Regions from separate parts of the Mus musculus genome. Here regions 1, 3, 4, 5 and 6 are each linked to region 2. The links are chromatin contacts, called in public HiChIP or PLAC-seq and promoter capture Hi-C maps. All regions are on one chromosome and are shown on one strand. The core of a region is the stretch at or near the end of the contact, and the rest is flanking DNA. Distances in the headings are between cores, read along the strand shown.

Evidence for each region. Promoter capture Hi-C pulls out the DNA fragments that hold promoters and counts their contacts. HiChIP or PLAC-seq counts read pairs in DNA pulled down with a chosen protein or histone mark. Capture Hi-C pulls out chosen DNA fragments and counts their contacts.
Region 1: a contact with region 2 is called in a promoter capture Hi-C map of liver. The contact joins the enhancer-like site here to the promoter of Gdi1 in region 2. A contact is called at or near these places in 2 of 39 promoter capture datasets (cranial neural crest and liver), 1 of 115 datasets of contacts at active chromatin or transcription factors (cardiomyocytes) and 3 of 9 other capture datasets (adipose tissue, liver and pancreatic islet).
Region 3: a promoter capture Hi-C map of hippocampal neurons shows a contact between it and region 2, with 4 times the contacts expected there. The contact joins the promoter of L1cam here to the promoter of Gdi1 in region 2. A contact is called at or near these places in 5 of 39 promoter capture datasets (cranial neural crest, hippocampal neurons, liver and 2 more).
Region 4: a promoter capture Hi-C map of hippocampal neurons shows a contact between it and region 2, with 2.5 times the contacts expected there. The contact joins the promoter of Pdzd4 here to the promoter of Gdi1 in region 2. A contact is called at or near these places in 3 of 39 promoter capture datasets (cranial neural crest, frontonasal cranial neural crest and hippocampal neurons).
Region 5: a promoter capture Hi-C map of adipose tissue shows a contact between it and region 2. The contact joins the promoter of Arhgap4 here to the promoter of Gdi1 in region 2. A contact is called at or near these places in 4 of 39 promoter capture datasets (cranial neural crest, embryonic stem cells, liver and 1 more), 3 of 484 Hi-C or Micro-C datasets (CD4 T cells, CD8 T cells and regulatory T cells), 2 of 115 datasets of contacts at active chromatin or transcription factors (memory CD8 T cells and regulatory T cells) and 3 of 9 other capture datasets (adipose tissue, liver and pancreatic islet).
Region 6: an H3K27ac HiChIP or PLAC-seq map of microglia shows a contact between it and region 2, with 8 times the contacts expected there. The contact joins the promoter of Renbp here to the promoter of Gdi1 in region 2. A contact is called at or near these places in 6 of 39 promoter capture datasets (the C10 cell line, cranial neural crest, embryonic stem cells and 3 more), 4 of 484 Hi-C or Micro-C datasets (CD4 T cells, CD8 T cells, forebrain and 1 more), 4 of 115 datasets of contacts at active chromatin or transcription factors (astrocytes, memory CD8 T cells, microglia and 1 more) and 4 of 9 other capture datasets (adipose tissue, embryonic stem cells, liver and 1 more).

The regions. Positions count from the first base shown.
Region 1 is chrX:74,043,585-74,047,996 of GRCm38.p6, reverse strand. All of the region lies in intron 2 of Mecp2 (methyl CpG binding protein 2), which reads left to right. Among named protein-coding and RNA genes, the nearest start is that of Mir718, 22 kb to the right of the region's middle. Within about 2 kb of position 2,721, at least 12 of the 459 cell types and tissues checked have an H3K27ac peak or open chromatin away from gene starts, as enhancers often do. A contact at or near this core is called in liver, where this site is marked.
Region 2 is chrX:74,303,723-74,307,763 of GRCm38.p6, reverse strand. Gdi1 (guanosine diphosphate (GDP) dissociation inhibitor 1) reads right to left here and starts at 2,752. Exons shown (of 11, transcript NM_010273.4): 1 at 2,323-2,752; 2 at 1,078-1,185; 3 at 820-919; 4 at 527-661; 5 at 1-92. The coding sequence starts at 2,367. Atp6ap1 (ATPase, H+ transporting, lysosomal accessory protein 1) reads right to left here. Exons shown (of 10, transcript NM_018794.4): 10 at 3,043-3,967. The coding sequence ends at 3,758.
Region 3 is chrX:73,878,852-73,882,866 of GRCm38.p6, reverse strand. It overlaps L1cam (L1 cell adhesion molecule), which reads left to right and starts at 2,033. Exons shown (of 29, transcript NM_008478.3): 1 at 2,033-2,173.
Region 4 is chrX:73,822,780-73,826,991 of GRCm38.p6, reverse strand. Pdzd4 (PDZ domain containing 4) reads left to right here and starts at 2,023. Exons shown (of 8, transcript NM_001029868.2): 1 at 2,023-2,710. The coding sequence starts at 2,651.
Region 5 is chrX:73,908,566-73,912,832 of GRCm38.p6, reverse strand. It overlaps Arhgap4 (Rho GTPase activating protein 4), which reads left to right and starts at 1,535. Exons shown (of 22, transcript NM_138630.2): 1 at 1,535-1,670. The coding sequence starts at 1,604.
Region 6 is chrX:73,927,992-73,932,363 of GRCm38.p6, reverse strand. Renbp (renin binding protein) reads left to right here and starts at 1,514. Exons shown (of 11, transcript NM_023132.3): 1 at 1,514-1,650; 2 at 1,847-1,956; 3 at 2,102-2,177; 4 at 2,284-2,359; 5 at 2,511-2,683; 6 at 3,024-3,248; 7 at 4,004-4,085. The coding sequence starts at 1,621.

The sequences.
Region 1 (4,412 bases), core at 1,472-3,971, 260 kb after region 2:
GGCAAATGGATCTTTGTGAATTAGAGGCAGCCTGGTCTACATAGCAGAGCTATGTAGAGACCCTGTCTCCAAAAAAAAGAAAAGAAAGAAAGAGGTACATGTAATTAAATTTTTAAGATATTTCTCCATTGTCTACTTAGCCTAAAAACAGAATTTGGAGTTGATATTGCACTTATCTTTCATGTACCATGATATCTAGAGATAGGTTTCCTAGGCCACTAGTAGTTTACAAAGTAAAGCCCCTCAGTAGGTGTATTACCTCACCAGGATAGTGTTCTAGCTATTACACCCATCTTTCTAGACTAGAGAAAGGGTTGGGTTTTTTGTTGTTTTTTTTTTTTTGGTGTGGTGTTGCATGTATATGCAAGGATATCTTTAAACATTTAAGAACCTAAGACATTTTAGAAGAAATTACCATTCTAATGAATTAACTCATTAACTATCATATTTTTAGAAATTGTAATCAAAAAATCTTAGTCTAAACATTGCGTAGCACAGTGCAATAAATTTCATAGCAGTAGAAACCCCAATTATGACAAGTTTATAAGGGCTCCTTTCTGCCTATATCATTACCAACATGTAGTAGCTCAATAGCATCATGGTGAAAGAACCTAATATAGTGATACCAGTCCTTGCAATTGGTTGATAACTACTTGTGACCTTACATAAAACAGTCATGGGCCTTGCTGTCATCCTCAGCCTCTTGTCAGTCCCTAAACAGGCTTGGGTTTCAGCAGACATCCCATTAGGTAGTCATAGAGAACACTGAAAGAAATTACCAAGGACTTGTTTGACTCTATGGTAGAAAGAGGCTAACATGAAGTATGCATTTTGTCAGATTTTACCAATATTTTTATTAGCATATATTAATTTTACAAAATAATGAGTTTTCTTTATGATATTTTCACATAGGTGTATGTTGTATGCCTGTTATCTCTCTCCCCCACTACCTTCTGGTTTTTTTTTCCCCTCCTCCTTGTGCCCTTCCTTGGCCCAAAAATAGTACCTGATAAAGCTTTGGTTTGGGGTTGTTTTTGTTTTGTACTCTTCTGCCTCTTCTCAACTCACTGCCTGCCCTACGACCCACCAGGCTTCTTCAGAACAAACTGGGTAAATAAGACCACACAACCAGATGACATGTGCTCTGCTTTCAGTCCGCCAGGCTGGACACTCTTCTGCCTATCCCTACAGTACCAATATTTAGGGAGCTGCCAAGCTGTGCCATACTGTCCTTCTCTTTTTCCCATCTTTCCCTTGAGCCCTTCTACCACTGTCCTGAACCAAACACCCTCTTGAGGGTTCCTGTGACCTTGTAAGCTTTCCTATAGATACCTGGCTTTCACACAATCTCTGTAGTCAGATTGATCTCTCCCCTGCTTTAAACCCAAGGCCCCTCTAGTGTGAATCTTGCTTTTCTTTCTAGACTCTTCCCTATTCAGGTTAGAGTCCCTTTTCTCTGTACACCCACACCTCATGCCAAATTTGCCCCTCTTCCAACAGCAGCTGGTTGATTGTTTCCTATCCTGTGTACTTTAGAAACAGAACATTTTTACACCCATAGCTTCTATCTCTTTGTCTCAGCCCCTCTCATCCTGAAGGTGACTATATTGAACATGTTGACAACCTTCCTAGTGTCAGACTTTCCATCTCCTTGACCACCTCCATTCCAGTGACCTCAGGCACACATCCTCATACTCAAGGACTGGACTTTGTCATAACTAAAACCTGTTCCACCCATAGAGCCTAATGCAGACCTCATGATGACAAGGATTTCCTGTCTGTCCGGCTTGTGGTGTCTACTGCTCTTCCATGTCCCTGGGACTTCATTTGTATTCTCTCCTCTCATGAATCACACTTATCACCATAAAAATGTGTTTTAGAATTTCCTGCTTAGCTATGCAAACCTTCTTTAGCCTCTGTCTAATCTCTACTCTGTCCCCTTTTAATCAAACTCTCCCAGCATTCTCTGTTCATGGACCCTTCCCTCACCTCCTATAATTGGGTCCCTCACCTCCTGTAATCAACTTTATAAAGACATATAAACACTCCTGTGTTCCATGAATTGGCCTTATCAGTCTCCAGTGGACCTTCACATTGTTATGGCCAGTAACAAGTCGTCTTTTTTTGACATTATGTTCAGTTCTTTAGAAAACTGTTATCTTGTACCTCTTCTGTGACTCCACAGTCTCCAGGTAACATTTTGTGTTTGGAGAACTTCTCGCTCTACCTTAGGAGTTTGAGTGGAGGCCAAATAACTTCTATAATCACTGAAAATACCAGTTGCTTGTTTACGTAGCTTCTCTTCAATTAACATAGCAGCTGGTGAACCACATCCCTAGAGTTAGCTCTGGCTCACTGCCTGATTTGATTTGGTTTATTTGTGACAGTCTTGCTACATAGCCCAGATTGGCCTCTAACCTCTGATCTTGCTGCCTCAATCTCCAGAGTGCTGGAATTATAGTTATGTGTCACCATACCTGGCCTGCCACTGCTTGTTTTTTGCATATAAAATTCTACTAGAACTCAGCTCATCCATTTCTTTATGCATTGTTTTTGTCTATGTCTCTGCTACAGCTCATAAGTTGAATGATTATAATAAAGACTGTGTAGCTATCAAAATGGAAAAAAAAAAAAGAACTCCTGTGCAAGGATGTGGATCAGGCTCTGCCATCGTTCCCTCACCTGATAAGAGGAGTGGGCAGGCTGCCAGAAAGATGAGCTCCAAAGCCAAAGTTCTGCCCAGTGTTTCCTGCAAGCAGAGTTGCAGAGGCAAGGACAGCTGCCCCAGATCAGATTGGCAAAAGGACTTAGAGTGTGTCTACTTACTGAGTGATTTTAGGGTTAGGGTTAAAGAGACTCTTGTCTTTAAAATACCAAGAAGAGGGTTGGGGAGATGGCTTAGCAGTTAAGAGAGCTTGCTGCTCTTGCAGAGGACAAGACTTCAATTTATAGCACTCACATTAGGCAGATTTTGTCTCCTGTAACCCCAGCTCCAGAGAATCCAGTTCCAGCCACACATGCACAAACCCAAACATGGGCATATGTATAAATACATTTGTTATTATTTATTATCTTTAATCTTTTTTTTTACAGTCCAGTTTTTATCCCCCTCCCGATCCTCCTTCCTACAGTTCCTCATCCCATTCCTCCTCCCCCGTCTCCAAGAGGATGTCCCTACCCCATCAGGCCTCCCCACTCCCTGGGGCCTCAAGTCTTGAGGGTTAGGTGCATCTTCTCTCACTGAGGCCAGACCAGGAGTCCTCTGCTGTATATGTGTTGGGGTCCTCATATCAGCTGCTGTATGCTGCCTGGTCAGTGGCTCAGTGTCTTGAGAGATCTCTGGAGTCCAGGTTAGTTGAGACTGCTGGTCTTCCTATGGGGCTACCCTCCTCCTGAACTTCTTCCAGCCTCTCCCTTACAGGAGACCCTGACTTCAGTTCATTGGTTGGGTGTAAGAATCTGCATCTGAGCTGGGTGTGGTGGCTCATGCCTTTAATCCCAGCACTCAGGAGGCAGAGGCAGGCGGATTTCTGAGTTCGAGGCCAGCCTGGTCTACAGAGTGAGTTCCAGGACAGCCAGGGCTACACAGAGAGACCCTATCTCGAAAAAAAAATATCTGCATCTGTCTCAGTCTGATGCTTTTTGGGCCTCTTAGAGGGCAGCCATGCTAGGCTCCTGTCTGTAAGCACACCATAGTATCAGTAATAGTGTCAGGCCTTGGAGCTTCCCCTAGAGATGGATCCAAATTTGGGCGGGTCACTGGACCTCCTTTTCCTCAGTCTCTGAACTACAAGAAGAGGAGGAGAAACCTGTTAGAACACAGAATCAAAGGCCCAAAGGAAAGTGAGGAAACAGAAGTTGCTTATAATATAGGCTTCTCAAAAGCTAGAAGAGAATATCAGGTGCCCTGCTCTGTCACTTTCTTCTGCCTTTCTCCCTTGAAACATGGTTTATCAATGAGCTTCCTGAATCTGAATCTCAAAAGAAGGAATGAATGAGTGAGTGAATGAATGAATGAATGAATGAATGGAAAATGTTTGTATAAACAGTGATTCTGACATTTTCCCTCTTATCTCATTTATGAGGTCAGTCTGTGGGAAAGACACCCTACCTGAATCTTTTGCCTTTACCAAGTTTGTAATCTTGGCCTGATTTCCCAGTGAGTCCTAGAGTAGCCATTTTACCCCTGTTCTGGAGCCTTTCTGGCTACTTGATGAGTCTTCCCTAGCTCCTGGCATCTATCTTTTATGTTTACCAAAGCTTTTATTTTGGAATACCAACCATATCAGAAAAAGCAGCAACAGATGCTTTATGCAGGTAGAGTCTTATTGATGGCCCAAGTGTAAGCATGAACAAGATACATTGATGTTTAAGGGACATTGGATAATGCATGAGTGAGTGAGATGAAGCAA
Region 2 (4,041 bases), core at 1,503-4,002:
ACCCTCAAAGGTTTTGGGGTCATTCTCATCAAAGTTTGCCACAAACACCAAAAATTTTCGGAAGCGTCGTTTTTCAAACATGCCCATCAGATCTGAAAGAAAGGTATTGAGAAGACCCTTAGCATTACTGGGACATAGAACTCCTCTTTCCACCAGAGCAGGCCAAGAAAGCTGGTTGTATGTAATGTAGAGTATTGGCTCCCACCAATACTCTATCATGTAACACTACCCCACCCTTCTTGATCTCAATTTTCTTTTTGTAGGAAGAAACCCTTCTAGTTCCACGTAGGGATGCTACAGGGCAAGTAGGCCCTCTGACAAAAAGGAATCCTGTTCTGTGAACTTTCTGGCAACTTGCCAGGATGGGTAGCACTGTCCAATCAATACACTATAAAGTAAGGGTCCTCTAGGACTACACAGAGCTAAGATTAGTTTCAGGCAAAGATGAGCCTTTTGCCTAACTGTCCTGAAAATAGTCTGTCTCATCCAGCCCCATTATTCTCTGGTTAAGGAGACTCATACTCACTAGAAGCCAAGGCCTCAGTCTCGGTGGATGGCACTTTGTAGATCTTGCCCCCCTTATATACAAAGCTGCCCTCTACCACCTTGAAGTCCAGATATCGAGTCACTTCTGTATATAGTAGCATCTTTACCAGCTGACCTGTGTCCAGAGGAAATAAGGGACATTGTTGTGTTTTCCTTCAAAAACTCTCAGTAGTCTGACTGACCATATTCTTGAGATTGACCAATCTCTCCCCACTCCGTCTTCCCACTCACCACCCCCAAAACCATATACAGCATCTTTTTAATCTCTCTCACCATTGGCCATGAGGAATTTGGGGATCAAGTCAACATTCCAGTCTCGGCCCCGGCCCATTGATTCAGGGGGCCCTTCCAGTATCTGAAAGCGCTTATATAGCTGTAAGCAGGACAGGAAAGAAAGAAAAATGTCAAGGACCTGTCGCCCTTTCCCACTCTCCTGCCCAGTACCTGAGAATTACTTCGCCCCCTTATACCTATGTGGAAGACTAACAAGGATCTGGGTCTAAGCCCAGGTCTAAGAATAAGAAATCTTACCTCCTCCAGGGGTGTGATGGAAGAGCTCTCACCCCCATAGTAGGGGTTTCGGTCCATGTGCAGCACCTTCTTTCCATTCACAGACATGATGCCAGACAGGATGCATTCCTGGGGAAGGAGTGACATTTGCAGCTATACCCCATAACCCTCCAACTTGCTTCATGCCCACCACCAATTTTATAATGCAGCTCTTTTCAGTGCCTAAAACTGGGGAGGAGAAGATGGCTTCATATGATGTTTCCTTTACAACCCTGCTGAGTAAACTACTGGAGCATTAAAGGAGGTTTGGGGGGCAGAGCTTTCAGCTTCCAAGTCTTCCAGCATCAACAAGCCAAGAGAAGTATCTACTTCTCTGAGCCCACAAAAAGACAATGAGTCTACAAGAAGAACCAATTCAAAGGACCTTTGAAAGAGAAGGCCAAGTCCTTGAAATCCCAGGCCCCACCCTGCTCCTCCTTCAAAGGGCAGGAGCCCCTGACTCTCTTCTGGCCCTATCCACTGGTCTAGACTCAGGGTTCAAACTAAAAAGATTTAGGCCGGGGGTGGGGGTTGGGGGGGGCGGGGGCAGGGAAGAGACAAACACCCTCACCAGTCAGTCACTAACCCAAGGACAAAGGCTGAGGATATATATTCAGTCTGAGATCTCCATGGGAAACCAAGTTGGGGCAGAGGTAAAGTGGTCACTACCCCCCCCCCACACCCCCCACACACACACTCCTGCTGTCTCTGGAACATTCCATGGGTTTCCTATCCCATCCCAAAAAGCAGAAAAGCATGATGAGGGCCCACCCTTGTAATGTCCCCATACCCATCTTCATATTCCATCCCCTAGTTTGATCACAAGATGGTAAGGGATGCTAATCAAGGCCTTGGAGCAGGTGATGAGTTCAGGCAAAGGGTGGGGGCTGGGTGCAATGGTTCCACTGTGTGTGTGGGGGGGTGAGTTTTCCACCTCGGTGATAGAGATAGGGAAGAATAGGGGTCTGAGGTTAAGTACTAGAGTGCAGGAACACAGGACAAAGTGGGGCCCTCTACAGAGAATTGGGAACTGGAATCGACATCCTAGGGTGAGGTAGTGGGTTGGGCATGGGGTTGGTTTTCCCAGGGCTGGAGCTAGGATGATGGGAGGATGGATCGGATACCGGACTCTGCATCAATGCGGGATGGAGTGGGGTGGGGAGGGATGGCGTGGGGTGGGGAGGGATGGCATGATGCAGGGCTATGAGAGCCTGAAGTGGCACTTACGGTAAGACCTGTCCCCAGCACAATCACATCGTATTCCTCATCCATGATCAGGCCTTGGTACCAGCGTCCGCTCTGCTCCTCCTCCTTCACCACAGCAGCCGCTACCACTACCTCTACTATTGCTACTGCTGCTACTGCCGCTGCTGCTGCTGCCCCTGCCGCTGCTTCTGTCACTGCCGCCGCACTGAACCAAAGATGGCGTCTGTCGGTTGTCTCCTGATCCCTACGCAGCGTTAATGAGTCCCTCTCTCTCTCCGCTGGCCCCGCCCCGCCCAACCAGTCATCATTTCCTTGCTTGTTTTCTGGGAGGGCTTCTGTCACCTGGGTCCCAGCACCAGAATGACTGCAGGGGTTATCGGGGCTCTTCGTGAGCCCAGAAAAATACGGGGCGGGGCAGGCCGGCAGCAGGTGCTGAGTCCTCCGAAAGATCCTTGCGCGGGAGCCGCGCGCGCCCCGCCCCGCCCCGCGCGCTCCCGTACCGCCCCCTGGGAGAAACACAAGGTATGGAAGCCCTGCTGTGTGTTGTTGCACAGTAGCGGAGCTACCATTGTCAGGATTCCTCCCAAGGCCAGGAAAAGTAACAAGCCTCTACTCTAAGTAGGTTTGTTAAGAGTATCAGCTTACTGAAGACCCTCCCACCCTTCCTCTCTCACCTCTTGCATGACTGGACTACATCTGAGCACTTCTTCCCTTCAGTCAAGAAAAAAAAATCTACTGTTCAGTGCAGAAATGAGTGACACGAAGCCCAACACAAGGCAACACGTCTTTATTTTATTAGGAAGGAAACAACAGAGCAACCCCCCACACACACCTCCGGCCTCTTGACAGGCAGTCTTTATGGGAATAATCCAGAAACCCAGTGAGCACACTTTGTTCACCAATCCTCGTGATGGTTTCTTCCTTCCCAGGCCACAGAAATAAACCCCAGTGTACCACTCACTCTTAACACATCACCCCTCCCCCCCAAAAAACATAACAGCTAAGCTGGACAGACAGTCAAGTAGTCTTTCCACACCTCGCAAATTCAAGGAACCTCAAGTTCATGGCTGTTGCTGGAAGCTCCATAAAGCTTGGGGAGTGAGCATTTACTACACAAAAGCACTATAAACAGCAAGGAATAATAGCAGAGGGGCAAGAATAAATAAGGAGAGAGGGTAAAGGGGAGACCCTAGAATTAAGGTCCCTTCCCCTCTTGATGATGAAGCCTGGAAGATTTATCTAATATCTATGAAGAATACACTTTGTTGGTAGAGATGGGGGATAGCCACAGGGGAGTCCCTCTCCGGGTTAAAGAGGAAGCAAGAGAGACTGAGGGTGGCGTATGTAGGGTTCATGCTATAGTAGGAAGAGGACAAACCTTTCCATCCACTGTGTCACAAAACAGAAACATGACAACCTAGACACCAATACTCCCTCAATTCCTCTCAGGTGTATGTCACACAATCTGGGTCAAAGTGATGGTGGGGCCCTTGTGGTCATCAAAGCGATCCATGGTCTTTAGGCTGAGTATCATGTGCAGACCATAGGTGAATATGAAAAGCATGAAGAGGGTGGTGAGCAGACCCATCCAGATGCCCGGAGAGAAGAAACCAGCACAGTCGCTAGCATAGGAGAACTGTTCACCAGTCACATTGAAGGCCTGGATCTAGGAGACACATTGACATGGATCAGATGGTTCCACAAGGTTCCACACACAGTAAGAGCTGGGATTCTGGAATC
Region 3 (4,015 bases), core at 784-3,283, 420 kb after region 2:
TTTTTTTCTTTTTGCAGCAGGTTCTTACAGTGTATCCCACACTGTCCTGGAACTCACTAAACCAATTTGGTGTCAAACTTAAGGTCCTCCTGTTTTGCCTCTCAGTGCCAAAATTATAGGTATGTACCATGATGCCAAGCAATTGGATTTTTACTTTTTAATTGATTTTTTTTGGTGTTTTGTTTTGTTTTGTTTTGTTTTGTTTTGTTTTGTTTTGTTTTTCGAGACAGGGTTTCTCTGTATTACAGCCCTGGCTGGCCTGGAACTCACGTTGTAAACCAGACTGGCCTCAAACTTACAAGATATCTGCTTGCTTTTGCCTCCCAAGTGCTGACACTTAAAAGACAAAGATTTTTGAGAGATGAAATAAAACTTGTGTCTAGGCTTCGCAAACAGAGCTAGACATAGTGAACACCTATAATCCTAGCACTCAGCAGGATGAGACAGGGGCATGTAGGTTTAAAATGAAACTGAGCCACAAAGTAAGTTCCAGAACAGCATCAACCCTAGACTAGGTCCAGTTGGGGTGCAGTCTGGGAGTAAGGCAGTGAAGAGAGCAGCTGGAGAGGAGAGGCCAATTTTGTGGCCTATCGCTCTTACATCAGTGCAGTCATGAAACTGATCTCAGTTCAGTGCCTCATGGAAAATACCATTCTCTGCCCAGCTAAAAAGGCCCCTGGCTTCGTGACCTAGCTGCCTGGCTCAGTCTCCTCTGCTGTCTCCTGGAGATTTGAACCAGTGAAGCTTCATGAGTACGGTCCGCAGCTTCATTCTGAATCCATCTGAGCCAAGTGGCAGGCCTGTAGAAGGAGTAGTGGCCTCTGAGCTCTTTGCTTAAGCCTCCACTTCATTCAGATGACTCTTCCTAAAGACTCCATGGTACACTTTGGATGTCTGGAAAGACATCCAGACTTTCACAGAGTGCTAGCAGGCATCCCCAAGTTTTTCTTTCATGGGAAGGAAGCTGGCAGGAGGTGATCATATGAGAAGGGAAACCAGGCCAGAGTGCCAAAAGTGTTTTCATGGGATCAGGGCATTGCACCACTGGGGGAGTGTTGGCAGGCTGAGCAGAGGACCTACAGAATGCTTCACTGAGTAACAGGCATGCTCATAAAAATACCATACCTACCAGGGCTGCAATCTGCCATCTGGGCCCTAGGCCTTCCTTGCCCTGCAGCTTCAGCTAGCTGGACTCACTTTGGAATTCCAGCCCCCTCTGCTTCGCCTCGCTTGGGAGGTCACAGCCCTAAGCCTGGGAGGGGGCGCCACTGGGAAAATCTCCTTTCCATAAGCTTTCCCCATAGGGCTGTAAGCGAGAGTAGGTCGACCAGGAAAGGTCAGAAAGAGGCCAATCCCGAGGACAAAGAAATAAGGCACTGAGCAGGAGGGAAGTGGGAGGAAGATCAGAAGTAGGGGGTTTCAGGTTGAAGGGCGCTCTCTCTGAGAACTTTCCCTTCTAGCCTAATCTGGGACCTAGTGTTTAGGAGGGACTGTATGGTGTGCCTCGCCACACCTCCTTCGCAGGCTGGGGACTCAGGTTCAGGCGTACATCCCTGAAGAGCCCTGGCTTAGCGTCGTGGCTGGGCAGGGGTTCCAAGAGGCGCTCTGCCCTGAGAGTGCGGATACATTCAAACACATGACCAGGGCGCGGCCCGGACCTAATGGTATATGAATGCCCATTACTAGCCAGAGCCCTCGAAGGCCAAGTGGAGGCGAGGTAATCTGGTTCCCAGTCTGGATCCTCTCCCCACTGTCCAGCCCCGAGATCCCGAGAATACTTCTGCAAATGACTTCCAATATAAGCCTCAAGGGCGGCGGGGATCCTTGATAGTGAGGTTGGGGGTCACTCTCATCTCGGGGATACTGGGACTGCTGGAGCTCCTGAAGAGGACCCCCCCCCCCCACGAGGTCCCTATCACGCGCGGGGCTCTGCGGCCAGGTTCAGATGAAACAAGGAACGAGGGTGTGGCGAGGCGGGGCCTGCTGCGGGGGAGGTGATCTCACTACCTCCCCCTCCCTCTTCCTCCCCCACTTCCCCGCGCACGCTGCCCCGCCCGCCGCCGCCGCCGCCGCAGCAGCAGCAGCAGCAACATCGCGTCGGCAGCGGCATCGCTGGGTGGCAGGTCCGAGGTCGGCGTGCACAGAGACTGAGCTGGCAACCTGATCGGCGCAGGTAAGGTGGGCTGGTTTGTCCCCTTGACCGCAGCAGCGACCATCTACGTTCCAGACCCAGCCCGCCTCAGGCTCAGAGGGAGTGGGTTTCGTGCCTCCTCGGTAGGAAGGCTGGAGCCCCACCCATGCATGCTAGGCACCGAGCTCTGAGCCCTGCGATCTGGAATGGGGTTGGAGAAAGTGGCTAGGTGCCAGAGCTCGACAGGTGAGGGGTAACTGGGCGGCTCCCCAAATGCATGCTTAGGGAGGGGCACAGGAGTGGTCAGGCAGGTTCTGTATGGGCAAGTGGAGCTGAAGTTGGCATATCCCTGTGGGTGTATGCGTGTGAGGAAGGAAATGTGAACCCAGCAGAACGTCCATCTAACCCAGTCGACCGCTGTGGGGTGTGGCTCTGGGCGTGGCTGTTCCTCATCCCCATCTAAAGTCCTGATTGCGGCTGGGGTGGGGGAGAAGCCAGTGTCTAGCATGGTGTGGGGGAGATTGAGCGAAGCTCCTCCGGTAATGGGAGGAGGAGAAGGATCAGGGATGGATGGGCGCTGCCTGCCCCTCCACCCCAAAGTGGGGAGGGGGCTTTGTTCTTCACCTCCTCCTTTCCAAATTCCCTCCGGGGATCCCCTCAAATGCACTGCAAAACCAGTCTCCTCTCAGGCACAGAACCTCCCTTAGGTTCTTTGGCCAATAAAGACTACACTAAGAGAGATGGTTTTGGGCACTCACTGATGTGCCTGTGGATGCACATGGGTGTGGACCATGGGTCCATCAGGTAAAAATAAGGGAAGAAGGGCCTCATTGGCTTAGGACAAGGGACTTCTGGAAGCAAGGTGCCTGGGACTCTTTCTGTAGAGACTGGAGCGATTTTAGACATTGTTTTATACTCTGTTTAATTATGGGAGGAGGGACGTTTCCATACCTTATTCCCTTCTATCTGGTTCAGAGTTTTAGGGTGTTGATTGATAGGAAATGAAAAGAATAACAGATATAGCCCACTGCTCCTCCTGATCTAGTGTCTATAACCCCTATCCATCTGTCTCAGGGAGGCAGGACCACCATCTGTCTGGGGGCCTGGCACCCCTTTCAGGTAGATGTCTTGATCCTGATTAATGCAACTCCAGTGGTAGCGGTTACTAGCAGCCCAGTGTTGTCTTTGCTGACTCACATGGCCCTTGTGGTGAATAGATCCAGCAGCCTTTCTTCCCACCTTTATGGTCCTTTAGTAGGGTGGCTAGGGTGGGGCTTGCCCAAGGCCTCAGCTCTGATGGACCCCTTGCTGCAGATGGTGGGACTTGACAACCCTAGCTTCTTACCTAGCCCAACATCTACGCAGCACTGTATATACTTGCTTACCATTCAGGCACTAATCCTTCAGTCACCCTCAAGGGTCTGTGGCCACATGGCGAATTGGTGACAGGGCTGGGACTGGGAACTCCCCACTTCTCTGCCTCCTTGCTGTATTCCAAAGTCTGTCATTCTCTATTATTTTTTGTGTGTACAATCCCCAAAGCAATATATCTTGATATTTTGTTATAGTACATTTGAAAAACACAGGAGCAACTTACTGAAATACATTTGAAATAGAGAACAAAAGAAATTAGGAATTGCCTGTGATCTGATTACCAAGGAGGGGGAAACACATTTGACATTCATCACAGCACAGCACTCCTGGATAGCTACTACCTACTCCCAAGAGACTCCTCCCCCAGTGCCCAGCCTCTAGCCTTCTGCAAAGCACCATGCACAGGCATGGGGGCTGTTCACAGAATGACTGCCCAGGGACTGAGTATCCATGAGTGGGTAGCCATTTGCTAGATAGATTTTCACTGCTGAGTGCTTGCTTGGGCCAGAA
Region 4 (4,212 bases), core at 774-3,273, 480 kb after region 2:
ACAGGGGAACGCCAGGGCCAAAAAGTGGGAGTGGGTGGGTAGGGGAGTGGGGGGGAGGGTATGGGGGACTTCTGGGATAGCATTGGAAATGTAAATGAGGAAAATACCTAATAAAAATATTAAAAAAGAAAAAATAAAGCTTCTGACATACACCAGGTACTTAGGACATCCAAGAGTCTATAGCTGAGTATTATCAGGCCTATCAAGTTCAAGATAGACACACATTCAGGTCAAGTCCCAGGCCCAGTTGGGGTCAAGAGGCCTCAACAACATATGTGAACAGGTAATTTAGTCCCCATGCCACCTGCTTCTATGGTCCTGCCATTTCTCCTAAGCTCATACACATGAACTCAGGCAGGGGCTCAATTGCAATCTAGTTCCTTTATGAGTTAGCTCATGTCAGGATAAAGAAAAGCATGCTGCTGATCTGAGGGATATTTGGGAGGGAAAGCCTCCATGGAAGCCATACCCTTTTGTAGAGGAAGAAATGGCCAATCCTGCTAGGTAGGTAGTAATAGCTCATACCTTTAATTCCAGCACTTGGGAGGCAGAGCAGGAGGATCTCTGAGTTGGAGGCCAAACTGATCTACAGAGCAAGTTTCAGGACAGTTATAGCTACATAGAGAAACCCTGTCTTGAAAAAAGAAAGAAAGAAAGAAAGAAAGAAAGAAAGAAAGAAAGAAAGAAAGGAAGGAAGAAAGGAAGGAAGGAAGGAAGGAAGGAAGGAAGGAAGGAAGGAAGGAAGAAAGACTTGTGCTAAGTTCTGTGGGCTAGGCTGGGGGAAAATGTTTTTGATGACTGGTCAGGACCTTGGTGAAATACATACAATTAGAAGGTAAAAAGATTTGGAGAGGATATTTCTAAGAGACTGCTCTTGAAGTAAGGTGATCTAGATCTTATGCTGTAGGCATGAGGAAGCTCAAATTACAGGGCAGAGGGGGCTGTTGTGGCAGTAACCATGGTGGAAGGACTAGGGTCCATCTCCTCTCCCCGGGGCTGATCTAAACACAGTGCCTCCCATCCACAGACATTTGTACTGAGCTCTCAAAAAGGGTATTCCTCAGGAAGATCTACTGGTCATCTCCTGAAAGGCTCAAGTTTTGCTTTCTGGGAAAGACAGTTTATAAGCACTCATACTTCCTTTCTGGATTTCAGGTTATTCCTATTTCTGTCTTTTGAACCAAAGTGGGGGTGGAAAGGAAAAGTATTGAAGCAGCCTCCCCCAATACTGTTAATTAAACATTTCTATGCTGTTATAAATCCCCTCACTCGCCAGAGCCTGGAGATAAAGACCAGACAATTTTATCAAAGGATCTTCTGCAGGTAAGAGGGCTAAGCAGCTCTCTCAGGCAGCCTCTGGGAACCTAGCTTTCAATCGGTCATTGTTATCTAGCCAAAGGCCATCTTTTCCTCTGGTTTATCAAGAAGAGGGGCAGCCTGTGGGAGGGAAGAGGCTAAAGGAGAAGTGTGAGGAGGGAAGGCTGGAACTGAGAAACAGACAGCGGTTTCAGTGCAAGCAAGGGGGGTGCCCATAAAGGCCCCAAAGAATGAGGCTTCTCTGTAGTTCTCTTGCCACCTACAGCACCCCCACGTTTTTCTTCTAAACAAAGGTATCCGTTTCAGAGATAGCAAGGGAATGGCTCAGTTAAAGCAGGGAACCAGTCTTTAAAGAGAGACAGAGGAAGGAGTACAGACATTGGGGCTGATACATTTAGAACCTGGGAAAGGGGTGAAATAGCCTCTCCTTGAGACCAAGGCCCTGAACTCTCTTCAGGAGTCCAGGGAAGCTTCTTCTTCAGACAGGATCCTCTTTTCTCAGGGACACACCTAGCAGACAGGTCCACTAGACACCTCGCCCTCGGACATTGGCATTATCTGGTCTCAGGGACTCAGGCCCCGCCCTCAGCTCCCTGCGCCGACTCCTGAGGCCCCCTGCCGCTCCCGCCCGCACCCAGCCTCTGCTTCTCCCACGCGCGTGCGCCCCTTCTCCGCACACCTCCCCCGCTGTTGCTGCGGGCGCGCGCGCGCGCGTTCCGGTGTTCCAGGCAGGAGCTGGAGACAAGCGACCGGCTGTGGGCCAGGCTCTGAGAGAGCGCCGTGAGCTAGAGAAGCGGGACCCTGCGAGGCTACAGCTGGCGTGGGCCTGGCCGCCTCTCCGTCGGCGGGCCGGGCCACGTCGCCAAGCCCAGAGGCTGGACTCCCGGGGCTGATGGCCATGGGCGGGAGCTGGAGACGACAGCGGCAAAGGCAGCGGCAGCGGCCGGCCCCGCGGGCGGGGAGCCGTGTGGCCCACGGCCCCTGACAGCCCCTGACGGCCCCGGCGGGCAGGCGCGCTCCCGCGCCTCCTGGGGTGGGGGGGCCGTAGCCAGGCAACGCCCGGCGCGCCCGCCCATCCCCCGCCGCCCTTTTTTTCCCCTGGCTGGGTGCGAAGGAGCATGCCTGTGTCTGGCCTCGGCCAGCAAAGAGTTAAGTCGAGAGGCTTGGAGCTGCCTTCCTCTTGGGGGCGTGCCCCCCTCCCCCGCTAGGCGGCTCGGCCCCCCGGGGTAAGGTATGGCCCCGGGCCCAGGCCCGGGACCCGTGGTCCCACGCACTGGCCAGTGAAAGATACCTTCCTCTTCCCGCTCTCCTCTTTCCCTCGCCGGCCAGCATCATGGGATGTAATATGTGTGTGGTCCAGAAACCGGAGGAGCAGTACAAAGTGATGCTTCAGGTAGGGCGCCTGGGCTGCTGGGGAGAGGGTCGCAGCCGGACCTAGGAAAACTGTAAACCCCGAGGGGGAGGGCCAGGTAGAGTCAAGAAAGGCAGGTGTGGGAGGGCGAGAGGGCTCGAGAGAAAAAGGTAGGGAGCTGATCTCGCCCTCAGATTATGGGTTGCTGGGTGCTGGCGCCCTGTGGGAACCATCCAGGGATGGAAGGAACTGGGTGAAGAAGATATGTAGGTGTTCAAGGCACATCACCTGGCACTCCGAGTGCGTAACGACCACTAACCATGTGTCCAGATCAGCCCAGGTGGGAAGTTAAGATTCTGTCCCGGGACAGTGAGGCGCTCAGTGGCCCGCGCGGGATGGAGGTTGCATAGCAACGGTCTGGATTCCCGGCACATGGTCCCAGGGTTGGAGCCTGACCCAAAGAAGCAGTGAAGTGCCTGCGGGACAGAGGCCGAATCCCGGGCCTGGCAGGCCAGATTTAAAACGTCGTCAATGGAGCTGGGTTTGAGTACCCATTTTCCCATCCACTCTCTAGACTAAGTCACGACTGTCGATTTCAGGGCCTCAGGCATTTTGGGTGAGTGGGTGACGCGGGGATCGATCGGTGGTGCCCAGCACGTGCTCTGCCTGTTGGCATCCGCTTTGGCCTGTTGGGCCTTGAGGACAAGGAGGGTGTTGAGAGCGACGCGTGCGGGGCGGCAGGAGATACCCTGCTGCCCGCTTGCACCTTGAGCCACCTTCTCAGCCACGAGTGGGGTTTCCTTGCCTGTGCGTGGCGTGACTACGTGAGTGCGTGCCTGTGCCCCGTCTGTGTGTGCGCCGAGGCTTGCCAGCCCCGCGCGTCTATACTTTCTGTGTGTGCACCCTGAGAGTACTTTAGTGAAATGTGTCCAGGATGATGTGCACTGAAATATACTAGGGCTGAGTGTAGAGAAAAGAGGGAGTCGGGACCAGGAGCCAAAGTGGGAGCAGACAGGTGAGTCTAGTGACTTGTGCCCCAGCTATTGAACTTGTTGATCAGAACCAGGGAATTAGTGCGCGCAGGTGTTGGCTGGGGGAGAACCTGTAGGTTCCTGGATGAATAGAGGAAAAACCTTCAGGAACGTGGCGGGAGTAGAAGGGGAGATTGTGTCAATCATAGTAGTGTAGTGGTATTGAGGTGGCCTCGGGAGCCCAAAATTTTTGCTGTGATCTTACCTTCTCTATTAGAAAGAATAAGAGGTAATGTGCAAGAGAGGGTGGGCATGGAGGGCCAGGTTGGGGGTGGTCTTGTCCAAGCCTGCTGGCGTTTCTGGTCTTCTCTATTTGACTATGTGTGGTCTCCTGTTGTCTGCACAAAGCCAAACAGACCACATCAGTGTTGTTTCTCCTCTCTTGTTCCTACTGTTTGAAGTTCTCACCTGCTCAATGCCACACCTATTGGAATAAGACTCTGAAATTAAGCCGGGCAGTGGTGGCAAACGCCTTTAATCCCAGCATTTGGGAGCCAGAGGATTTCTGAGTTC
Region 5 (4,267 bases), core at 286-2,785, 390 kb after region 2:
AGAACAAGATTGAACTTGGGAGGCAGAGGCAGGTGGATTTCTGAGTTCGAGGCCAAACTGGTCTACAGAGTGAGTTCTAGGACAGCCAGGGCTACACAGAGAAACCCTGTCTCGAAAAACCAAAAAAAAAAAAACCAAAAACGAAACAACAACAACAAAAAAAAACCAAGATTGAAGCTGGTGAGATGGCTCAGTGATAAGAGCTTTGACTGCTCTTCCAAAGGTCTTGAGTTCAAATCCCAGCAACCACGTGGTGGCTCATAACCATCAGTGATGTGATCTGATGCCCTCTTCTGGTGTGTCGAAGACAGCTACAGTGTACTCACATATAACAATAAATAAATCTTAAAAAAAAAAAAAAAAGATTGAACACAGTTGAAAGTCCAGAACAGTCTTCCCTCCTGCCAAATCTCCATGTCAGGCTTACAAGTGCTCACATGCACTTTGACATCCATGCATGTAAGTACAGGTGTGGATGCCCTTGTATTAGTACCTTCAAGCATGTTTTGTAAGTTATCTTGCCTATCGCCCACAGTCTGTATACCCCAGGGCTTTCTCTCCAATGAACTAAAGACAGATGGCTTGTCACCTGCCTCCTGCCTTCCTAATTGACTAGAAGAGCCTGCTGTGGTTGTGCACATATGCAATCCTAGCCCTTGGGACAGAGGCAGAGTTTGAGTCCAGCCTGGATTGTGTAAAGCCAACCAGGGCTACAAAGTGAAGCCTTGTGAATGAGACAAAACAAAACATGACAAATTAATAAGTAGATCTTGCCTTATGACTTAGAGTTGATGGGGGTGAATAAAATCACCATCATCCTTGGATAAAGGAGGCAGTAGGAGTTGTTTCTAGGCTGGTTCAAAGCCCCCACTGGTATAGGTCCCTACAGGTGCAAGATGGAAGGGAAAAGAGACAAAAATAATCTCTTCCGGCAGCAGGAAGTGGTAACTACCTATGGGGAAATGAGGCTAGTTCTTTCCTTTGGGGCTGAGTAGAAGGGGAACTGTAGCTGAACCCCGCTCCCTCCCCCTCAGGGGGCCCAGGGAGAGCATAAGCCTACAACTTCCCATTCAGCTGTCTGAACTCCCATAGGCCTCACTATGGGCTATGACTCTGGAAGGAGGGTGGCATCTGATGTCCAGGAAGGCTTCAGAGGCAGACCACCTAGGAGCCTGGAGCAGCTATGGTGCCATTGTCCATTAGTATTGAGGGCTAGTGGCCATAGGGGTGTTGTCTGACAATGGGAACCACAGATAGGTTTCTGCAGATAATGAGGAACAGCAGCAGGTGGTCCCAGACATGTTGAGGTTGTCTTGCATTGCTGCTTTATGTTGACTCTTTGGGCTCAAGGTATCTAGGTAGAGGAGCAACTTGTCTCAAGAGAGATGAGCCTGAAAAGGGGTGCCTAGACTTTCAGAGGCCCACCCGGGCAGTGCCAGGTCCAAGTCGCCCCGCCCCTCCGGGGACTGTGCTGGGGGCGGGGCTGGCGGGGCGGGGCCCGCGGAGGGTGCTGGCCTTGGCGCCCCTAGTCCCTGCACTTGGCGGTCTCGCCTCGCTTCCGCGTGGGAGCATTGGGACTCGAAGTCGCGAACGGCCTTGGGCCATGGCGGCGCACGGGAAGTTGCGGCGGGAGCGGGGGCTACAACCTGAGTATGACGCACAGGTCAAAGGTGAGAGGGTGCTTTAGTCCTGGTTTACAGGGGAGACCCCAAGTGTCCGCTGCTGATCTCAGGGGTGCCTGGAGCAGGGTGGAGAAGGGAGTCCAAGCCCTGCTTCTTGAAGCCTCTTTGGCCTCAACTGCCTGCCCAAGCCCTCCCTCTCGCCTCCTTAGCCAACTTGGGTCGCCTGTTGCTCACTCAGGCAGCAATGACTGTGGTAGCCCGAGGGAAGGACAGACTGAGAGGGTGGCTTTCTAGTTGGAGTATAATGGGCCACTTTGACTTTGTTGGTAGCCTGACACCTCACTCTTAACACCACTAGAATCTATGAATTCTTAGCACCTTCACCTCCCTTTGGCACTGTATTAGCTTGCAGGTTTAGGGTGGTTGGTCTTGGGTCAAGCTAGGAGACTGAATATGGGTTAGAGAAATTCAACTGGGATGGCTTTACAGCCTTAGGCTATTAGACCTCTGGATTTGGGCAAACACTTCTATGCAAATCACATGCAAATGAGCTTTGTGAGTTCTTTGCTGACAGCTTCATTTCTTCAGGGTGTGGTAGGTAACTCTTTCACAGGAAAGGAGGCAGTGTCTAACCTCCCTCACCCCCACCCCCACCCCCACTTGCTTGTTGCTTCCAGATATCTTGGCTCTCTTCCTATTTCCAAAGACTTTGGATACAAACACAGTGACTTACCTGTCACAGAGCACAATGGCTCATAAGAGAAGAAATAATATGATCCTTGGAGTTTTCCAACCTGTAGATGAAATTCCAATGTACTTATTTGGTGCAAGCAACTTATAACAAAGTGTATCTTCATGATGTGTTGCTGTTATAGTGGAGAGCATAACTGCCTTTGAAAGTTTGACCCAGACCTCCTCATCTTGGTGTCCAGAGGCAGCTTGAGGTGATTGCAGAGGGTGAGCCAGCAGATGGAGACAATGATTCCATCCTACTTCCTCAAAATGTCCTGAAGCCTAAGGACCTTGAAATGTCTTCAGTCAGCAAACACAGGCCGGTTAGTTCCCATCAAGAGAAATTGGAGTTTGGCCCTAGAATATCTTTTAAATGGCCCTTGCTCACTCAGGGTGTTCAGCCTTTGTGGCTATTATTTCTCACCAGCCTCCCTCAAAAGAAAGTCTTCCAATCATGCTGGAACAGGGGCACTGTTTTGGCACTCTAATTTCTAAAAGGTCGCATAGTCGTGGTTTGGAGGACAATGCATTCTGCTTTGCTGGTCAGCAGAAGTGAGAGTGAATGCCTGGCTCACAGGAAGTGCTAGGGGGCCTGGGTCCCAGCTTTGCAATGCAAATATGCAGGATTTCTCACTCTTTTTTGTCAACTGTTTGTTTGTTTGTTTGTGTGAGTAGGATTGGAGCTTGGTATGTACAGCAGGATAGTATTGAACTCATTATTTTATTCAGGCTGGCCTGGAACTTGCAACATCCCCTGCCTCAAACTTCCAGGGCTAGGAATGACAAGCATATGCCATCACACCCAGATTTTTTTTTTTTACTACATCTATTTTGCTGCAGCCTCTGTGACTCCCTTATTGTATATGAGAGAAGCAGTCCTTGCCCTTCTGAGGTTCACAGGTCTGAGGAGAGAAAAGCAGTAAACAACCAAGTGCACAGCTGATTTCATGTATGATAATAGCCACTACAAAGGACAACCAAGGTCCCAAGAGCACACTGGGGCTAGACAAGGGCCAGAGCTTGGTTGGGGATCAGGGTTTTTTGAGCTGAGATCTGAAAGCTCTGCTACAACCTGGAGTCTTGGAACAGCAGTTTCCTGCCTTCTGTGGACCTCAGATGCAGTTGGCTTGTAATCTATAGCTCTTTGACAGCAGCTGGTGTGCATGTTCGGAAGCAGAACTGCTATTGCTGTTACTGGAGAATCCACACAATAGTGTGATCTGCTGGTGCACTCAGCATTGTGCAGCTCTAATAGGTCCCTCCATGAGTAGCAAGCACATCCCTTCTGGAACACAGGACAGGCACTGTAAGGAAGGGCCTGTTGGGTCCTCTTGGGACCCTACTTGAACTTTAATTGCCATTCTTTAAACCCTGTTATTCTCATTTAGTGGAGATTTCCCCGATAGAAGTCAGCACTCATCCTAGCGAGTGGCTGGCACAGCCCACTTCAGAGACAGGAGACTGGTGGCAGTAACACTTGGTATTGTGGGCTCTGCTTTGCATTGGCTTCGGTGTTAGGAGTTTCCATACATACACACCAGTTCCCATCTGCCTAACTTGTACCCTTAATGGAAAATTAGCAATTTCAATGACCTGGTTAAAGGTGATCCCCAAAATCCACCCCCAAGGGAGTCCAGTGGGTGGTATAAAAGGCTGATGAGTGGGCCGTGCATGCAGCTGGAGAAGTCGGTATTACCATAGAGTGGAGTCTGAGAGCAGGCAGAAGACATACTGAGAAAGGAAATCAGATAGGAAGATGGGAGGTCTGGATAGGAAATACCTAACAAGGCTTTTCATCTCATAGCTCCAGGAAAGTCACTGTCAGGATAGAAGTCCACCCATTCTGATTTCTTTACAGGGGGTTTCTTTGAATAGATACTCCTGGGTCTTACCTTTCAGACTTGCTCTCTGAG
Region 6 (4,372 bases), core at 265-2,764, 370 kb after region 2:
GCAGCTTCAGCAGATACTTAACAGACACTGAGATCAGGCTTATTCCTAAACACCATAAAGATGAAGTGTTTCAGGATGAAAGAGCCATTCTACAACCTGCAGAGCCACCCAGTAGCCATAACCTGGAAAGTAGCAGTCATTGCGAAATGAGTCAACACACAGCTGGGAAGGGGCAGGTAGCACAAGAACATAACCATATCTAGAAACTGAATTCTTTTTACTGACCAACTCCCAAAGCAGCATTGATGAGTCAGGAAGTCTAGTTACTTTACACTCCTGGGTTGCAGTCCATCATTAAGAACATGTTCAAGGAACTGGAGTGATGACTCAGCAGTTAAGTGCACTGTCTGTTCTTCCAGAGGCCCCAGGTTCCATTTCCAGAACCCACGTGGAGACTCACAACCAGCTGTAAGTCCAGGTCCAGAGGATCCAATACCCTCTTTTGGCCTCTAAGGATACTGCATGCATGTGGTGCACAGACATACATAGAGGCAAAAGCAAAAGCAAACAAAAAATAAACCACCACCACCAACAACAACAACAAAACACTGAAACATAAAATAAAATGACAAAAGAAAATGCAGGCAGTGGTGGCTCACGCCTTTAATCCCAGCACTTGGGAGGCAGAGGCAGGCAGATTTCTGAGTTCGAGGCCAGCCTGGTCCCCAGAGTGAGTTCCAGGACAGCCAGGGCTACACAGAGAAACCCTGTCTCGAAAAAACAAACAAACAAATAAAAAAAGACAAAAGAAGGGCTGGTGAGATGGCTCAGTGGGTAAGAGCACCAGACTGCTCTTCTGAAGGTCCGAAGTTCAAATCCCAGCAACCACATGGTGGCTCACAACCATCCGTAATGAGATCTGACGCCCTCTTCTGGAGTGTCTGAAGACAGCTACAGTGTACTTACATATAATAAATAATAAATAAATCTTAAAAAATGTTTTAAAAAAAAGACAAAAGAAAATCAGAACAAGTACCTCTGGCATTCTGGTTGAAATTCTCACTCCACAGAATTCTGCTGAGCAATGAGGGTGCCCAGTGGGTAGCAAGAATGGGGAACAGATTAACCAGCCTGTCACAGAGCCAACCTATACTGTGTACCTAGGAGGAAGGGCCAGAGAGCTGGAGGATGCCCACTCTACTCTGCATGGTTATCACCTGTTTTTCCAGAATCATCCTTGGGGGTGAAGTATCCAGCAACTGGCAACCAGGGCTAATGGTTGTAAATTACTGGACTCAGACAGCTGAAGCTAAAGGAAAGGGCTTGCCGACAATATGGGGTCACAGGGTCTCAGGATTCAGTCATTCCAGGGGCACCCTAACTTCACAATCTGTTGAGATCACCAGCCTCAGCTGCCAGGCCCAGATTCAGTCTCCTACCTACTCCCTCCTCATAAGGCCAGACTTCCTCACCCAGTTCCCACCAGGGGGATCTAGAGCTTGACTGCTCAGTCCAGGCCTAGAAGAGCAGAAGGCGGGGTTTGAAACCCCGCCCTTCGTCCCGCCCCCAACTCGGGGCCCTTCGGAACTCTGAAGAGGATCAGGTGGGTGGGACACTGCTCGGTCAGCTGAGTGATAGTCACGGGATCGCGACCAAGTCTGAATTCCTGGAGGAAAGCAGATGATGGACCTAGGACTCCTAATGTTACAGGTATGTGGTAGTGGATGGTTCCAACTAATGGTGGGGTCAGAAGCCCATTGAAGAGGTGGGAGTACTGTATCCTTGGCTCGAGGCCCTGTGGTGGTGGGGTGGAATCAAGTAGCTCTGGGGCCTACTCGAGTTGGTTCAGGAAGTCCCTGTGAAGGAAGAGCTGTGCTTCCCTGCTCTGCCCTGATTCACTTCACAGGACATGGAGAAGGAACGGGAGACACTGCAGGTCTGGAAGAAGCGTGTGGAACAAGAGCTTGATCGTGTGATCGCTTTCTGGATGGAGCATTCCCATGACCAGGAACACGGGTTAGCTATCCTGCCATGATCCTCCTAGGGCCCCCCTCCCCCTATCTCACTTGGAGGTGACACACAGATCTACTGACCTGAGGAGAGTAGTGAAGCTATGGAGAACGGCTCTTTCCTTCACTTTCTGACAACACTTGTCTCACAGGGGCTTCTTCACATGTCTTGGCCGTGATGGGAAGGTATATGATCACCTCAAATATGTTTGGCTGCAGGGGAGGCAGGTCAGTTTGCACACTTAAGGTGTTCACACAACAATAGGGTATACCCAGGGATACTTAGGATTCCCTCCACCCCAGCTACTCCTCTCTAAACTGTGTTCCCTCACAGGTATGGATGTATTGTCGCTTATACCGCAGTTTTGAGCGCTTCCGCCGTGTTGAGCTTCTGGATGCAGCAAGAGCAGGTCCCCTCTCCTAGCCCTATCTCCCCAGGGGCTTCAGTGGGTTATGTATTCAATGTATCTAAAGGGCTCTAGAAGAGGAAAGGGACTGGCAGGTTCCAAGAGGCAGTATATTCAGAGTCCTTACCTACCATGCATACTTTCCAACCACCAGGTGGTGAATTTTTGCTGCGTTATGCCCGGGTGGCACCACCTGGCAAGAAATGTGCTTTTGTGCTGACTCGGGATGGCCGGCCAGTGAAGGTGCAGCGGACCATTTTCAGCGAGTGCTTCTACACCATGGCCATGAATGAACTGTGGAAAGTAACGGGGGAAGTGCGTTATCAGGTATGTAGGAGCCTGTAGGGGATCACAGGCTGTTGGACATGAGTGTACTCTAATGACAGGCCTGGGAACCTGCCACAAGACCCATTTACTCGTTTCCTACCATTTTGTGACCACATGTTTCCTCAGCGCTCTCTAACCCTAACCCTAAAGGGACCCTGGGCAAACAGTGCCCTGTGTCCAGGTAGAAAAGGTTTTCGCTTTCTTCACTGGGCCCTTCTGCCTGAGAGTGACCTGAATCCCAGAGTCCCCGAAAATAGTATTGGGAGAAGAAGCTGAGCCCTGAGTCCTTGGGGGAAGAAGTATGTGCTGGGACAGGGCAGCCTCTCTGGTCTCCTCACAGAGTGAAGCCATAGAGATGATGGATCAGATCATCCACTGGGTACGGGAGGACCCGGCTGGGTTGGGCCGGCCTCAGCTCTCAGGGGCACTGGCCACAGAGCCCATGGCAGTGCCCATGATGCTGCTCAGCCTGGTGGAGCAGCTTGGAGAAGAAGATGAGGAGCTGACCAACATGTATGCAGAACTAGGGGACTGGTGTGTCCACAGGATTCTTCAGCATGTCCAGGTAGGCACAACCCAGGGTCCTCAGGAAGGTGGAGCCCAGCTTGCTGAGGGCGGAAATGGGTGTGTCCTAAGACAGAAGAGGCCAGAGCAACAGACACATTCTGAGCTATGGAAAGGAGGTCTTGATCTATGTTCTTCCCTTTGATGCCTCTGTGGCATCAAACTCAGTCTTGCCTGTCTCCTCATTCAGGGTTTTACCCTCTTCACTTGAGAGACCCAGACCTAAGCAAGAAGGATCAGAACCTACTGGGTTCATGGGAGACAATCAGCCATTCCAAAAATGTTCTGGAGCAGGGCGTGGTACACATATCTGTAATTCCAGAACTCTGGAGGTGGAAACAGGAGAATTTAGAGTTCAAGGTCAGCCTTGCTTGTATAGTTTGAGACCAGCCTGGGCTACCAAGACTATGTCAAAACATACAACCAAAAATGCCCCTTTAGACCTATTGAGTAGGTATATGGCTGGTACCAAGGGCAGAGGAAGGGATTTTCGAAGTTAGATCTTTCTTCTTCTTCTTTTTTTTTTTTTTTTTTTTTTTTTTTGGTTTTTTTGAGACAGGGTTTCTCTGTGTAGCCCTGGCTGTCCTGGAACTCACTCTGTAGGCCAGGCTGGCCTCAAACTCAGAAATCCACCTGCCTCTGCCTCCCGAGTGCTGGGATCAAAGGCGTGCGCCACCCCGCCCGGCTCCAAAGTTAGATCTTTCTGATTGGGTGACCTGAACTGGAAACATTTGTCTCTTGTCCTTTTCCTGGCAGAGGGATGGACAAGTTGTACTGGAGAATGTATCAGAGGATGGAAAAGAGCTTCCTGGTTGCCTTGGAAGACATCAGAACCCAGGTGAAGGCATGTGCTATGCCTGTTAGGAAAAAAAAAAAAACCTCATCATTGAGTTTGGGGTATAATATGGGAGGGGTAGCCCTCCTCCCTCCACCAAGGAGCAGGCAATGGGCGGGGACAGACTGCCCAGGAGTGGGCATGGAGTCCAGGCGGAAAGGCAGGGTATCTTGTGACAGAGTTCAAGCATCTCTCACCCTTGATAAGGAAGGGAGGTGCCAGGAGCTCCAGCCCTCAGATGCCTTGAAGTGGGAAACCTGATCCTTGCCTTACTTTCCTCCAACTCTGAC